Regions from separate parts of the Mus musculus genome. Here region 2 is linked to region 1. A link is a contact called in public HiChIP or PLAC-seq data. All regions are on one chromosome and are shown on one strand. The core of a region is the stretch at or near the end of the contact, and the rest is flanking DNA. Distances in the headings are between cores, read along the strand shown. Region 1 holds the start of Btbd11 (BTB (POZ) domain containing 11). Region 2 overlaps Btbd11 (BTB (POZ) domain containing 11).

Evidence for each region. HiChIP or PLAC-seq counts read pairs in DNA pulled down with a chosen protein or histone mark.
Region 2: a contact with region 1 is called in an H3K4me3 HiChIP or PLAC-seq map of embryonic stem cells, with 6 times the contacts expected there. The contact joins the enhancer-like site here to the promoter of Btbd11 in region 1. A contact is called at or near these places in 3 of 39 promoter capture datasets (the 3T3-L1 cell line, cranial neural crest and second pharyngeal arch cranial neural crest), 10 of 484 Hi-C or Micro-C datasets (cerebellum, embryonic stem cells, myocytes and 4 more) and 17 of 115 datasets of contacts at active chromatin or transcription factors (embryonic forebrain, embryonic hindbrain, embryonic limb bud and 8 more).

The regions. Positions count from the first base shown.
Region 1 is chr10:85,385,085-85,389,107 of GRCm38.p6, reverse strand. It overlaps Btbd11 (BTB (POZ) domain containing 11), which reads right to left and starts at 2,294. Exons shown (of 17, transcript NM_028709.2): 1 at 630-2,294. The coding sequence starts at 1,779.
Region 2 is chr10:85,524,945-85,528,967 of GRCm38.p6, reverse strand. All of the region lies in intron 1 of Btbd11 (BTB (POZ) domain containing 11), which reads right to left. Among named protein-coding and RNA genes, the nearest start is that of Gm40731, 63 kb to the left of the region's middle. Within about 2 kb of position 2,032, at least 25 of the 459 cell types and tissues checked have an H3K27ac peak or open chromatin away from gene starts, as enhancers often do. A contact at or near this core is called in cerebellum and embryonic stem cells, where this site is marked.

The DNA of each region.
Region 1 (4,023 bases), core at 1,045-3,544:
TCCAGCTCTGGGTTCAAGTACTCAGAAACTGTTCAGGAAAACTTGGAGCAATGCAGTGTTGTCTCTCCACCACCACCACCACCACCTACATGAACACGTTTAGGCCCACCCAGCTCTATCCTTCCACCTTCGCTGCCCTCAGCCATGCCTTCCTAGCGCATCCACAGCGACCCCAAAGGGCCTGGGGCAAGCGAGAGAACTGCATGGCAGACAAGTGAACCTGCCTCCTCCAGATCTTAGCCCAACTCGTGGGTACTGGAATGTGGCCCCTTAAAGATCACAACAGGGTTCTAGAAGCTATTCACGAGACTCAAACGTCTCAAGCCAGATCCGAGTAAAACAACATACTAAATTAAATGTAAAATAAAAAGGGTGTTGGATTTTGCTCCTGTCTTGCGGGAGGCAGCAACCTCCTGGCCCTGCACAAAGGGGGCGGAACCCTGTGTGCTCTGGGAACATTACTACCAGTGTCAACCACGCGGATCCCAAGCTCAGGAGTGAACCTACGGGTTCCTGGCTGTCTCCACTCTGGCCCCTACCTCTAAGGCCGTGGAGAGCGCGAGTGGCCAGAGAGACGCGGGAGGGGGACGAGAGGCAAACTTGAACCCGGAGTTGACAGAGCCACTTACCACTGGCGTTCTTCCCACAGATGAGGTGCTGGTAGGGCTGCAAGAGCCCCCAGATTTCCGAGTCGTTGTTGACCGTGTGCTCCAGGGTCTCCACGGTGAATTTGGGCGCTTCGTGAAGCGTGTGGTGGTGGTGATGATGGTTGGCGGCGACGGCGGCGGTGGCTGTGGTTGGCGGGACTGCGGTCGCCGCCGTGGCTGGCGGGGCGCAACAACTACTGCCCCCGCTGGCGCTGCTGGCTGCGCTGCAAGGGCCACCGCTCGCCGCTCCCCCTCCCGGAGTCTCGCGCTCCTTATCCGCTGCAGGGGCTCCGGGGCCTGAGCCGGGGCCTGGGCCAGAACCGGAGCTGGAGCCAGGGCCAGGACCGCTACAGCTACGAGGTAGCCCGGAGGCCAACACCCGCGAGTAGATGTCCCGGAAGAGACTCTCCATACAGGCGGTCAGGTAGATGGCGGCATGCTCGTGGATGCGCAGCGCCACGCGGCTGTCCACCATCCAGCGGTACACGCGGCCCACGGAGAAGGTGAGGCCGCAGCGCGCCGACTTGCCACGGCCCAAGCGGTCGCCGCCAGCGCTGCTCATGTTATAGAGGGACAGCGCGGCCAGCGCGGCAGCGGTGCAGTGAGCCGCCAGGCCCCAGGACAGTACGATCTCCATGGCACTCTGGATCTCGTACTTGGTGCACTTGGCGAAGCGCAGGCTCAGGCGCTGCGCCTCTTTAGCGATGCGCACTAGAGCCCGGCTTACCAGCATCGAGAGCTTGGCCAGCGCGTCCTTGGGCAGGCTGCCGGGGACCGCTGGGCCTGCCCGGGGATCCCGCGAGCGCAGCAGCAGCAACTCCAGTTCCTGGAGGGTCCAGGGGACCTCGTCGAGGTCCGGCAGCAACCGCGAGCAGTGCTGACCGGCGCAGTCCAGCCCCTCGGAGTCTTCCACCAGGGCAGTGTTGACGGTGTCAAAGCTGTTGTGCCGGCTGTGCATGGAGTCAGCTAAAGGCGGCCAGCAGCTCCCGCCATACGGGGACGCCGGGTGAGAGTCAGAACAGCACAGAGACAAGTTGGAGGAGCGCACAGAGTCCGCCGCGCCACCATAACCCGAGTCCAGCGTCAGATCTTCCAGCGTTCGCACCACAGGCTTCTTACCTCTCCTGGCCATCGCTGCGCCACTTCATGCTGCAGCCGCCGTGGAGCCGAGGGGAAGGAAAGGCAAGGATCTGTGGGCACCGGGGTCCTCGGGGACAGCGGGGCTCCACGTCGCCTAGGCTCACTTTCCCACCTGGCGTTGCCAGCAAGTGTCACTACTTTCGCCTGTCTCCCCGAGCCGTCACCACGGGAAGATACACGGCGGAACCTGAAGTCATCTTCTGGAGTCGGGGCCAGAGCGAGGGCGCACTGAGCCGCGAGCCAGGCCGGGAAGGAAGCTCCCGCCAGGACCCGCGCCTTTCATCCAAAATAAAAGTGTCTGGTCCTCTCCTCCCTGGGACCAGACGGATGCAGAAGCCTCCGAGAGCCGGCCACAGTGTCGATAGGACCTAGATCGCCCCAGATACGGCCGCCGCAGCTCGGCGGGCTACGGGCTCCCCCGGCTCCGGGATCCGGGCCGCGGTTCTCTTGAGCTCCCGCCCCGCACTAAAGCGCTGTAGCCAGGCGGCTGCAAAACCCTGCTGAGCCCCAGCAAACCAAGCAGTCAGAGGGCGGGCGCATGCAAAGCAGGGCCGTCGAAGAGCCAATGGAATCGGGGGATGCTAATTACTTAGGTTTTTTTTTTTTTTTTTTATTCCTCCCTTCCATGCGGCCCCGCCCCTCAGACACGCCCCCCCAGGCCTTGACCAGGGCTGCAGCTAGGAGGGATCCGCGGCCTAGGTGGAAGCCTGGAGAAGAACAGTCATCCTGCAACTGTAGCTTCCCTAGTTTCTGCTTTCGAACTATCGACAAAAATATCATTTATATCGTTATTTGTTCCACTCTGCGGTTCATAAAGTGTTTGTCCGAGGGTTACTTTCTGCTTTGGCATTTTAGATTTCTCTTTCCCTCCCACCAGCCCATACAAGATGCACGTTTCTCCTCCCTCTTCAGGCACCCTGACTAATTCAGGCGGGTGCCGCTTCTCAGCCTGGGTTTGCTCCAGCATGGAAGGAAATAAAACAGGAAAGTAGTGAGGGGGAGACTGATAATTGCCACTGGGAAGCGAATCTCTAGCCATAAACCACCTGTCACCAGGACTTTCTAGGTTTGTTCGGCAGACAGGAATCTACCCTTAAGTTCCAGGGTGTGTGTGTGTGTGTGTGTGTGTGTGTGTGTGTGTGTGTGTGTGTGTGTTCCGGCCACTCTGTGGTTCTGGTGGACAATGCTCTAGACTGCTCAAACTTAAATTTGTGCACAGGAGAATATTCTTTTCAGCTAAAGAAAGATACAAAATATATGTGTGTGTCTGCTGCATTTCTGTGTCTAACAGCATCATTGCTTGGCTATTTGTCTATCTCTACCTACCTTAGGAAAAACCTTATTCATTCAAAGATTCCTACCTCCCTTACACAATCCTATTCCTACAAGAAGCCCACCCTGATCTCCCAAAACTATCCTGGGTGTTTCCACCACCCCACCCTCTTCGATGGCTTCACATTTCTGGGCCCTTGTCACGCTGGCTTGCTACTATCTATTTATTTGTCTGGATCCCACATTGGGCTAGGGAGTTGTGGTAAATGTATGAGTCGACAAGGGAAGGACGTGCTTTGAACTGCTGGTTTGAACGTTCAACTGTGGCTGAAGGGATGTGAGAAGACACTCAACATCACTGGCCATCAGGGTAACTGCAAATCAGAACCATAAGGAGCTGCCAGCTCATGCCTGTTAGGATGGCGATTATCAGAAAGTCAAAAGATTACAAGCATCAACAAGGGTGTGGAGGATAAAGAAGAGTGTACTCTATTGGTGAGAAGGGAAATTGATATAGCTATTATGGAAAATAATGCCGAAGATCTTCAAAAAATTACTAATTAGAACTACCATGTGATCCAATAATCCCACATCTGGATCTTTACCAAACAGAAATAAAGCCACTATTTAAAAGATCTATTTACTCCCCTCTCCCTGTTCATTGAAGCATTATTTGCAATCGCTAAGAGAGAATATTGTTCAGACTTCAAAAAGAAGGAAATCTCACCATGTATAACAAATGGCTAATCTGGACAGTATCATCCTGCTAAGGGGAGTGTCTCACTTATTGTGTGACTCTAAAAAGAATCACACAGTAGCACCAGAATGTACGATGGTAACTGGGTGCAGACAGGGGCGGGGGATTGTTCAGCACACAGACTTATATTTACAGATGATGTGTTCCACAGTTCTAGAGACATTACATACATGCAGGGTGGCATCTAGAGTGAATGATGATGTCGGT
Region 2 (4,023 bases), core at 783-3,282, 140 kb before region 1:
CAGCGAGTCATGAAATCGCAGGCCCTGTAAGCTAGGGAGCTATAGATATTATGAAGTACAGCTGCCAGCATTTCCAGACCCGAAGTACACAATGACGATCCCTTATCAGAGTCCTTGGTTAAGCTCCTTTTCATAGAGGTAAGCAAGGACCAGAGAGGGTAGGGAACTTCCCTAGGGTCACACAGTCTTGGATAATGGAAAGCCACTTCCAGCGCCAGGCTGAATTATCAAACGTGAAAGGAATCAGAATTGTGGTGTTGAATTCTAGTTTCAAGGTCAGTGGAGTAATGGTCTTCAAAGATGATTACCATTAGCTCGCCAGAACCTATGAATTTGAAAGGGGCTTTCAAAAGGCTGTGCCCAGTCTCTACCAGGTCTCCGAAGGGACACGGTTCAGTCAACCCCTTGCTCTTAGCTCAACAAGGCCTGTTTGGGATTCTGACCTCCATAACATGAAAATCGTTTCAGGTCGTTCTGTCTGGAGGTCTGTATGGTGGTCATGGGAGACTCAGCATTCAGGTTAGGCTGAGCCACATGAGAGGGTTCTTGTGTGCTGGGCCTGGTGAGACCATTTGTAAGTGGCATCACTAGTCCTCCTGGAGACCCAGGAAGTAGCTGCCTTGACTTATCCAGTGGGAAATGGGCACACAGGGATTGGTACCTTAAGAGGTGTACCAGCTGCTAATAGGAAAGGTTTACCCACAGTCCAAGTTGCACATATGTGAGAAGCACCTAGAAGAGGACTGTGGGGTTGGACTATGACATCTCTGGAGCCCTTCTGACCCCTCCGACTCCTGTCAGAGATGAGGGTCTCGGGATGGCTGTGCCTAACTCTAGTCACACCAGGGCCAGTGTCTGTTCTTAGTTACCAATTTAGGTTTCCAATAGCTGGACCTAGGCAGCTCAGCTATCACTTCCAGGGTAGGTTCAGGCTGGTCTCTGATCAAGCCTGGTCTACTTGCAGATCTTTTAAGTGTGGGAACACCGGTGTGGGTGTGGCTGTGCTGGTAAGGTGGAACCTGACTCCCTCCCAGGTTGGATGCTCATAGGAGGGATTGGCTGATTCAGAATGAGTCACGTGGCTTTGTGGCTGAGCCAACTAAAGAAGGCTGGCCCCTGTCCCACTGCCTCATCCCAGACACCAGAGAGAGGGCGTCATTGGTAAGGACAACAGGTGACATGGGGGAGTCTCCGACTACATAGACTCAGAGAGGCTGCCCTATGATCTGGGAGTTCTGGTTGTCCCCTCCTGTCCCCTCTATTGTGGGCTTATGATTACAAGCCTGTTCTCTCTCTCTCTCTCTCTCTCTCTCTCTCTCTCTCTCTCTCTCTCTCTCTCACACACACACACACACACTTTTTTCTCTCTGCATTTCCTTTATTTCCTTTCCCAGATGGTTAGTGACAGCTCCACTGTGTCCCCACAGTCCCCTAATAGGAGCTGCAGCATCAAAGGCTTGTTTTGCAGGCTCTGGAGGGCCTGTGACGCTACATTCCATGCTTTCATTAAAAATGATCCCACAGGTATGTGGCTTCTACCTAAGTAAATAACCGGTCCCATGCTCATGCAAGTAGCGCAAATTGAATATGGTGGCACACACACACACATACACACACAAAGACTGAGAGTAGTAGGGGAACCTGGGACAAAAGGGTTTGGTGGGAGGAAGAAAGGCATAAGAAAAGCTGATGGGGGAGACTTTGATTAAAGAACACTGTATACGTATGTATATGATGTATATGTAGTATATGTATATAATGTATATGTATATGTAGTATATGTATATGATGTATATGTAATATATATATATACACACATATATGCATATGAAGTTGTAAAAGAGTAAATAAATTAAATAATGATTTACAAAACCCAGAATAACCCCCAAGGCCCTGTTGAAGAGAGGCTGGGCTCAGCAGGAAAGGTAGGTGCTGCCTGGGGAAAACCCAAGTTCTGGGGCGGTGTCAGGGCAGGAGGAGGCCTTTCCTGTACCTCTTGGTTCCTGGCATTTGATAGCTGGGCCACCTGGCTTCCTGGCCACACCCTGGAAGCCTGGGAGCAGCCTTCTGGCTTCTTTGCAAAGCACCCCTAGCTTTTGTCAGCCCCTCACAGCGGACAGCCTGGCCTATGGCCCACTTCTCTGTCTGAATGCTGAGGAACTGAGATGGGGCTTCATCTTTAGGCCTGGATCTGCCAGCTGCTCTCTTAGGATCCTGCTGTGCAGCTCTAACCAGGACTCTGGGAGTGCTCAGTTGATACACATCAGCTCAGCTAGCTTGAGCAAAACACCTAGCCAGCACTATTAGAGAGCCTACCTTCATGTCAGGGTCTGATTTTGCCTAGAGAGATGCTTTGTCCCAGGGCACCCCCCCCTATGGTTCACAGCCAAGTGGCCCCACAGCTTCCCTTGTGGGGACAGTGAAGGGATGGAGCTAGGGCTTGTTATTTGCAGCCTCCTCCAAGAGCACCCAATAGAGTGCCTCCTTCCTGCTGCAGCTTCAGCCCCAGGGGACACCCGAGGCAGCAGTGGCCTGGTCTTGGGAAAGTTCTATTCAGTAATCTAGCCTCCGGTGTGCACCTGCCTCTGGTGTGTTTAATGTCACTCTGATTCTAAGAGCAGCACAGGCAAGTGTCTGCTGAGCTCAGGTTCCAATGCAGGCATTAGTACACAGTGCCTTCCCAGCCCTTGGTGCTGGAGGGCATGAGTTTATCTCTGTGGAAAGGCAAGAGGCTGCCCAGAGCACACAGCTAATAAACAGGCAGAGAATTCAGCTTGAGTCTTTTTCCCCCTTGGCTTTCCCTGCAAAGGGCTAGCTTTAACGGGCATGCCACTTTCTTTGGTTATATTAAGTGAGTTGGGTTAGACCTCTGGAGGGAGAGGCCTACTACAGGCCCTTAAGTCATTCTAAGAGGGAGGAAGGAAAGGAGAGAGAGAGAGAGAGAGAGAGAGAGAGAGAGAGAGAGAGAGAGAGAGAGAGAGAGAGAGAGAGAGAGAGAGACAGGAGACTGGGTGGGAGGGGTCAGGCATGGTGAGAATTTCTTAGAGGGGCAGGAAAGCTATCCCTGCTTCTGGTGCTAAAAGGAAAAGTGTTGGCTTCCGAGAAGGAGCCAAGGAGAGCCAAGGACACACCCCATTCTGTGTCAGCCTCAGGCAAGAAAGTGGCGTCTCCCCAAGGATCGTCCCTGCACTCTCTGCAGGAGAAGGCAGCTAGTCACTGTCAGCAAGCATCTCTCCATTTCTTTTTCAGATGGAAACACTGGTGTCTGGTCAATAAGTTGTCATCACTAGGTGTCAGTGGATGGAAGTGTCTGTGACAGGAGAGGGTGCAGGGAAGAGAGATTCCTCCATATTCTGCCTCTAAATTCTCACCGAGCCTCCGTGTGCCTTTACAATGTCTCCCCAGACATCTGTGCTTGCTAGTCCTCTTACCTAAGCCCCTCCCCCCAACCCCAGGGCTCAGCATAGCTGCCCAAAGGACAAGCCAATAGTCCTTAAGCCACACTCAGCCTAGCACCCTGTATTAGGGGAGGGTCAGGACTGTGTCTCTACCACCTGGCAGGGGGCCAGCCTTTGGGCAAAGTGTGGTGCAAAGAATAGTGCAGGGATGCCATTCACTGAGGAGGGGGGGAGTGAGGAGAGCAGAGCGGATGCTGAGAGGGAGACGAGCCATTTCTGTGCCATTCTCTGTTTGTCAATGGCAGGCCAGGGCTCAGGCGTTCTCAGGACACACATGCCAGGCTGAGTTCTTCATCTGGCTAATAGAATAAGAGAATTAGTATAAGCGTCTTGTTCTGGGTCTTGGGCTTAAGCTAATTCCCCGCTTACTCAGATGAATAATCATGCAGATCTGAGTTCGAATCCCCAGTTCCAATCCTTGGAAGCCAGGTTGCCCTGTCTAGTAACTCATTTCACGGTGGCAGCAATAATGAATTGTGCTGAGCCAAGCACGGGGTGAACAGGCTACAGACTCTGGCTGGGGTGGCCTCAGCCCCCTTCCTGTGAAGTTGCTATTGCTCTTTAG